3 separate regions of the Zea mays genome follow, and regions 2 and 3 are each linked to region 1. The links are chromatin contacts, called in public Hi-C maps. All regions are on one chromosome and are shown on one strand. Each heading gives the region's core, a stretch centred on a gene start, on an enhancer-like site or on the middle of the called end of the contact. The rest is flanking DNA. Distances are from core to core; before and after follow the strand shown.

The links. A called contact is a pair of places that touch in the nucleus more often than the background predicts.
Region 2: a contact with region 1 is called in a Hi-C map of leaf, with 7 times the contacts expected there. The contact joins the enhancer-like site here to the promoter of LOC100501814 in region 1. A contact is called at or near these places in 4 of 25 Hi-C or Micro-C datasets (ear, leaf and tassel).
Region 3: a Hi-C map of bundle sheath shows a contact between it and region 1, with 2.7 times the contacts expected there. The contact joins the promoter of LOC100382788 here to the promoter of LOC100501814 in region 1. A contact is called at or near these places in 10 of 25 Hi-C or Micro-C datasets (bundle sheath, ear, endosperm and 3 more).

What each region holds. Positions count from the first base shown.
Region 1 is chr2:72,216,789-72,219,434 of Zm-B73-REFERENCE-NAM-5.0, reverse strand. LOC100501814 (Major facilitator superfamily protein) reads left to right here and starts at 1,342. Exons shown (of 3, transcript NM_001401914.1): 1 at 1,342-1,690. The coding sequence starts at 1,349.
Region 2 is chr2:72,422,382-72,425,027 of Zm-B73-REFERENCE-NAM-5.0, reverse strand. No RefSeq gene overlaps it. Among protein-coding and RNA genes, the nearest start is that of LOC109944512, 7.6 kb to the left of the region's middle. Within about 2 kb of position 1,332, at least 18 of the 20 cell types and tissues checked have an H3K27ac peak or open chromatin away from gene starts, as enhancers often do. A contact at or near this core is called in ear, leaf and tassel, where this site is marked.
Region 3 is chr2:72,018,882-72,021,527 of Zm-B73-REFERENCE-NAM-5.0, reverse strand. LOC100382788 reads left to right here and starts at 1,322. Exons shown (of 3, transcript NM_001175492.1): 1 at 1,322-1,818. The coding sequence starts at 1,816.

The DNA of each region.
Region 1 (2,646 bases), core at 93-2,592:
GCCTTCTGGCTCGGGGACCTCCTCCGCCCCCGGGACACGCCCCACTCCGCTGCCAAAATATCCAAGCTGTTGCATATCCTGAATGCGGACCGAGGAAATCCGCGACACACCAAACTCCATTGTATCACTAGGATGTAACTCCTCCGTCGCCATGTTGCTCAAAGTGTCCTCGGACGATGCGCCGGCCGGCGGTGTATTTGCAACAGATGAGGAAGAGGACGACATGGCTACGTACCGTCGGCGGCGGCGGGCGGTCTGCTTGACGCGGGCCAGATCTCCGATGAGCAGGAGCAAGGAGGGCAGGCGAGCGGACGAACGGTTTAAAAAGGAGGCTAGGGTTTTGCGGCGCGCAGAAAGAGAACCTGACCCGCGCCGCCCCGCTCCCCTTTTTATACACAGGACGCGACACTTCGGGAAACCCGCAGTCCAACAGTACCACGTCCGTCAACACTCACATCAAAAACCCCCACAGAACCACTTCGAGCGAGGGCAGCGTCTCCACCATCTAGCAATGTCTTCGGCACCAGATGACTTAGTCGAACTGGTCCCTCGGAGGGCAAATGTTGGGGCGAAGGCGAAGACGCTACCCTTCGCTCGATGCCTTCGCCAATCTCGCTGCACCAATGGAGGCGAAACGATCGGCGGGTTCCACCCTTCGTCCACTACGCTGCAAGACGAAGGCCTACGACGAGGTCGCCCCCGTCCCGCGTCCTCGTCGAACACGAAAGCCCACGTGGAATTCGGCCCATTGTAACAGGCCCCGCGCGTCTGAGTGTGTTACGGGCCCGATTTGTAAGGGCTTTTCTGTAATGATAGTCTGTAACCCAGCTTATGGGAATATTCCGGGGATAACCTAGGTGCCTGAGGGCACATGCGTTCTTACTCCAAGACGTTGGTCACTTAGGCACCTATAAATACCTCCGTACAGTGACCTTGAGAGGCTAAATCAAAAGAGCAATTGTCATCTCAAGCTAAAACCTTGTTTGCATTCCTCTTATTCCCCCGTTGGATCATCTTGCCCAAGAGCGCAAGTTCCAATAGTCCGTTTGGTCAAGTTCTTTGGTCATCTATATATATATAGTCCGAGATTTCGTATTGTATAAATGTGTTTGTGAACTGTGACAATATATAAAGTCCGAGATTTCGTATTATTGAAATAGGTGCGTGAACCGTGGCATTGATATTTTTTTTTCAATTTTAATGACCCGTCGACTGAAGGTGGACGTGTGCGTCGCTTGTTTGTCTACCGTACTTGCGTGTGCGTCTCTTGTTTGCCTGCGATTGAAAGCCTTCTCTGACCTGTCTCCAAATTGGCATTCCTGAGCAAAAATCCCCTGCAACCCGACCCATGGCCATGGGCAAGCTCGAGGAGAGGACGCGTGCGTTCTGGACGAACCGATGGCTTGTGTTCGTTGGGGCCATGTGGATGCAGTCCATGGCCGGCACCACTTACATCTTCGGCGCCATCTCGCCGGTGGTCAAGGCCAGGCTGGGCTACGACCAGCCGCAGGTGGCCGCGCTGGGTGTCGCCAAGAACGTTGGCGGCTGCCTCGGCCTCCTCGCCGGCGCGCTCTCGGCGACGTGGCCGCCGTGGGCGCTGCTGGCCATCGGCGCCGCGCAGAACTTCCTCGGCTACGGCTGGCTCTGGCTCGTCGTCTCCGGGAACGCGCCGGCGCTGCCCCTCTGGCTGGTATGCTGCTGATCCTGGCTGTTTGGAGTTGGTTAAATTTCGGGAAAAAAGGAAGAAAAAGTTGAGAAAAAAGGAGGGAATTTCGGTGTACATATCTGGTCCACGTAGGACTTGGTTACCCTGCCCCATATGCCAGTGACTTTTTTTTTAAAAAAATGTATAAGCAATTAAGCATCCATGTCCATATCCATTCCACTTCCACCCATCCCCGTGGCTTCTGTCTGCTGCGACCCTGCTCCACTCCGTCTGCATCACCTGTCACGGTTGTCACCTCCACCACGGCTCCAGCTCCACCCGCGCTGGTTTAGGGCCGCTGCTGGGCGGGTGACGAGCGCGGCTGTCGGATTCCGCCGAGCCTCAGTATGCGGGCAGCGGGCGCGGCCTCCGCCTCCGCCACACCAGCCCTGGCGTTCCCCTTGTCTTCCCCTATATATACAGATCGGTCTGATTTTACTTTTTTTGACATGGCTCCATTTATGCTTACTCCCTCACACCCAAAATTAGTCTCCACTCTCGCATTTTGAAAGAAAATTGTATCAATATTTCTATCTTCAAATAGATTTACTACGAAGATTCATGACGTGATTAATCTAATGATGCTTGTCTGATATCATAAATATTACTAGTATGTTTTGGTATAGATTTGGCCAAAGTTAATATTGTTTGGCTTATCGAAGTGCGGGATGGAGACTTATTTTAGGACAGGACGGAGGGAGTACATCGGAGCTGCTCTTGTGTCATGACTGTGCCACATTATGCCAGAGGGGAGTAAACTATGCGAGTTTTCCATTCTGAAAACAAGTGATTCAACATATTTCACGCCACACCATAAACGGACACCTCAAAGTTATGATTTTGCTGTGGATGGCTGGCAACTGGTATCAGCACAAAATCTGGTTACCATCATTATTTGCATGTTTCCAGCTCAACTGAAAATGATGTGCACTGCATTTGTT
Region 2 (2,646 bases), core at 83-2,582, 210 kb before region 1:
AACTCTCGCGTGTTCATGTGCTCGGTAATCGCTTAGCCGGACAGGCAAAACGCTTAAGCCCCTTCCTTATCTTAGGATTAAGGGCGGGTGCACTCCGCCACCCGGCCGGAGAATTCCCTCTCTGACAACAAGCATTCCTATTGAATTATATATTATGCCTCTAAACTTAAAGAGATATGATAAATAAGTAATAATACCGAAAATAGTAGGATTTATATGACACACTAGGGTTGGAATCTGTTTCAAATTTGAAACAGAAAGATGAATCAAAATTGAATTCAAACTTGAAATTTGAAAATGAAAACCAAAAGAGGAAAATAAAAAAAGAAATGAGAATGTACCCGTATTGGGCATGAATCCTCAGCTGACCCAAATTCTCTCAACTCGCGCGGCCCACCAATTCCCTTTCACGTCGGCCCAGCTCCACGTTGCGCAGCCCAACCCGCGCTTGGTCAGCCCAGTTGTCCCCCGCGTCACGATTGCTGGGTGACAGGTGGGACCAACCTGTCTGCGTGACCTCCACTCACGCGTACGCAGAGCACTCCCTTCTGATCACTGGACTGCGGGCCCGCCCTGTTAACCGGACTCCTTCAACAGAACCCGTCGTCTTCCCCCTGGCCATTCTCAACAGATGACGCGCGTTGCTCGCGCATCTCTGGACTCGATTCCCTCTGGCTGAAGTCCGAGGCTTCAGCAATATAAAGGGGGGTGGAGGGCACCGCAGCCACCCCATCCACTCGGTGCCCGTCGGCCACCTCGGGCAAAGCCAAGCGCCCCCACTAAGCATCCAGGAAAGAGAGAACCGAGAAAGAGAGAGAGAGAGAGAGTTTCACTGTCGGTCAGAGATGACGATGGAGCTTGTCCGTGACGCGCGTCACCGGACCTCGGCATCGGGCTAGGGAGATCGGCAAGTTCGCGCTGGACGCAGGGGGTGTTCCCTGTGCTTACAGCGTTGGGAGGGCACCGCGTTATCACCGCGCGAAGAAGATCGAGTGGGACTGCCGTAGTGCGTCGCTGCTCGTCCCTGGGCTGAGCCACGGTATGCCTCCATTATTTTCTCGCCGTTACCACCCCTTTGATGTTTTAGCTTATACGGCGGGAGTGCAGGGCAGGTCCGCCATCATGGCGCGCGGACGTCGGTGTCTAGGAGTCGTGAGGAAGAAGACACCAGTAGGTCCGTTGATCCTGTGACTGACGACCGGGATGAATTCTTGCATACCGATTCGTAGGGATCTCATCTGGAACGTAGGATGAGCAATAAGTGGCAGAGATTAGATCCGCGAGTCATTAAATCCTGACCGTAGATTATGAATCGTGTGGCCCCGTTATGTACCGATTCGTAATAGCCTAGGTCTAATCTAGGCCCTTGTGTCTGGGTCGGATGGCTCAGAATCCATCATATCTCTTCGCCATGCCATTTCACTAAAGAGACCCTATGCTTTTAGGTATTCAACCCGCGGTCCTGGCGCCAGTCATTCTGGGTCTTGGGAAGACTTATACTGAGACCCCTACACATTCTAATAATAGTGCGCCCGGTCCAGAGAATTGATTATTTAGATAAATAGTTAAAGAAATTGAATTTTAATACCAAAATAATTCCAAAGAACTTATATAATTCATATTAAATTCATTTTAGCTCAAAATTAATCCATTCCAAATTCTATAATTTATAAAATTGTTGTTTATCATTTAGTGTCTCTGTTTTGACATGAAAGCCACATTAAAATTTATACCTTAATTAATCTTGTATCAAATACATAAAACCTTCAGAAATTCATAACTCTTTCATTTTAATTCCAAATTGACTCGTTCCAGTTGCGTTAGCTTCGTATAAATATTTACTACGCAGTAGCAACATTTGTTATATGATATCCCCTACTTTTATAATTAGGTAACTAATTGGATTAAACTATGTCTATTGGATTAACTTCTTTAATATTAATATAATATTATGATCTTAGGATTATAACTTGACTAGATGATCTTTAATCAAATAATGACCTAGATTAAAGTTGAGACAGTTATTTAGAGAATAACCTCTCATATAATTTATATTAACCCAATTATAATATAGTTTAATATTTTAATCACACAAATCTTTTACAAAATCATAACTCCTTGATCGTAACTCCGATTTTAATAGTTCTCGATCTCGTGATCTCGTAGCTTCGCGTAGATCATTATTATTTAGTTTGTACTTATGTTTGGTGTGATGTTAATTTTATCTATACCATGTCTGTTTGTCTTTCTACGACTAGCGATGAGATCACGTGGATCTGAAGAATCACCCTGGTAACTGGAATCTCAAGTGCCAGGCAAGTTGTGCCCTTGATCCACTTTTGTTACCTAATAATATTCTTTATTATCACTATTCAATGCATAGGTTTAATTTTGATGGGAACCAATAGGTCACCCTAGTCTGATTATCTTTTACCTTGTTTACTCTGAATCACTTGGGTAGTTTTGCTATTGCTTTATACAGTTTTGGGTTAATATTTCATTATATCCATGTTCCTATAACTTTGTTATTCTATTTATGTTCATGTCAAGATCATTAATGTTAATTGGAACATGGAGCTTAACTTGAGAAACACGTGCCACCACAAGGGTGGAATGGGACGCCATTGGCTAACTAATTAGGAAAGC
Region 3 (2,646 bases), core at 73-2,572, 200 kb after region 1:
CCATCTCCTCTTCAAATGACTTAACGCACTCAAAATGACTTAATGTTTTCTTTTATGCTTAATGTTGTAATGTTGCCTGAACGATTGAATAACTTAATGTTGCCTACAATGACTGAACTAAAAACAACAAATGACTAAGAAAAACATGAAAAATGAATAAAAACAAAAATTGACTTAATGTTGCCTAGAACCTGGAATTACTGAAAAATCAGGAATGTCTGAGAAAACACGAAGAATGGCTGAAAACAAAAAATACTTAATGTTTCCCTGAAAATGACTTAATATTTTTCTGAAAAACAAGAATAACTTAATGCTTTCCCGAAAATAACTTAATGTTTTACCGGACCAAGGGAGCCGAGCCATGCAAGCGTGAAACAGAGCCAATCGGGCCTTAAGGGAGCCACGCGGGAAAAGGAGTCGCACGTGACGTAAAGGGAGCTGAGCCGCGCGTGGAGAGGCGGGCTCGGTCGGACAGGTGCACTCATCAGTACAGGTGATGAGCCGTTAGGTCCATCATACTAGGTAATGAATATGTTATATATGTAGTGAAGTAAAATTTTCTACTTCCAAATCAACTAGTAATATGATATTAATCAATAGTACACCTTCTATTTCTCTTTATAAACGTAAACATTAAAATGTATTATCGAACAGATACTAAAGATTTAAGATTTATTAAATTCTTAGCGAACACCGTTCTATGCTCGTTGATGTTATGACCAAAAGAGTCTACGCGTGATTTTAATGTAAGGTGTAATAACAGTTATAAGTGATGCCAAAAAAATCTAGAACGAATGGGATACATCATGTAGTGTAGATCGAAGGACAATCGGCTGAAGAGATCTAAAAGGAGTATTTCGTTGTTCACGTTGAAAGTGAAACGGAAAGGTCGAGAATCGAGATGGGAGTGAAAACGGACGGGTTCTATCAACACTCAGCAGTATATACCTCTCGTCCTCCACGTCTCGTGGAGCCGTGGACCGAGACCCGCACCCTGTCCCCTGGCTCCCATCCCTCGTCATTCATCCTTGTGTTTGTTCAGCGGGAGGTGTCCTGTTACCCTGTCCCTGTTCTTCTCGTTCCTGCCTCTTGCAGAATTTTGGAAACAGGTTGTGGCGGCGTTCAAGCCTGTAAAGCTCTCCCTTTTCCGATCCACATCATCTCTGCATTTTGGGAAACAGGTTGTTTGCATTTCATAATCAGAGCCCACCCTTTTCCAGCGGACTAATCCTTCCTTGTTTTGCGCTAAAGCAGTCCAGTTAGCATTGCTCACTCATAAAGTCTGTTGAGGCAGCGTTGAGCTCTTTCTGCAGTGTGTATTCCTTGCTTCCCGCAATCCAAAGACGCCTCCTTTCCTCGTCTCCAAATCCGCAAAGTTTTCGTCCATTTGGCAATCTCGTCAGTGCTTGTCAAGCTCTAGAATCAAAGCCTGATCCCAACTTCTGCGCCAAAATCCCATCTTTAGTGATTCCGTCCAGTCCGATGGGGACGCTCGGGGACAGACTGCGGGCCTTCTCGACGAACCGGTGGCTGGTGTTCGTCGCCGCAATGTGGCTGCAGTCCATGGCCGGCATCGGGTACCTCTTTGGCACCATCTCGCCGGTCATCAAGGCCGCGCTGGGCTACAACCAGCGCCAGGTGGCCGCGCTCGGCGTCGCCAAGGACCTCGGCGACTGCGTCGGCTTCCTCGCCGGCTCGCTCTCGGCCGTGCTGCCGTCGTGGGCGATGCTGCTCATCGGCTCCGTGCAGAACTTCCTCGGCTACGGCTGGCTCTGGCTCATCGTCACCAGGCAGGCGCCGGCACTGCCCCTCTGGATGGTGAGTTCGTCTTTTGCTTTTTTCTTGTTTACTCCGTTCAATGGTTGTTCGTGTTATGAACAGTAGAACGGTTCGGTTTAGCCTTTTTTGTTTAGGAGGAAAATTAACTGCTCTTGGTCATGAAATCTGGAGATTACAGGAGTTACTGCCGAATTACAGCACAAGTAGTCCACTTGTTGGCTGTCAAATTGTTCTGTTCCCCAGTGACAAAACTCGATCTATTTCTATTTGTGCTGTGAACTGCTCATTTGTTTATAGAGTTGCCAGGTAGGTGGGCCTGAGATGGGGATATAGCCTGTGCAGTCGATCATGTTAGTGCAAATATGCAATCAAACAATCTGATGCATCTAATTAAAATCCAATAATTTACATTTAACTCATTCCACTTGAGACCTAGTACCTATTTTATATTTAATCCCTCCCACCTAAAATAGCAGTCACCATTGAATTTTGATCGTATGTATTAGATCACATGATTGCATTTTGTACCAATATGATCGATTGCATAAGATATCTTCCCCCTAAGATGTGTCCTGATGATTAAAATTAAACAGTTTGACTGAACCAGCTAAGGAACAACTGGATCGTAAATCAGATCAAGTGCAATGATGGCTTTTCTAAGCACGTTAGTTTACTTCTTGAAGTCACCAATCAAATCACATGAGTGTACAGCTGAGGGTATATTCGTTTTTAGTGTCCGTATTTAGGTTGTCGTTGTCACTGATGTTGGGCCATGTGCACAACGTTTTGTAATTTAATAGTGGTGTAACCATTATGAATTATATACATCGACAGTAACTGGTTGCTACCTTTTCTCAATTTCAAGGT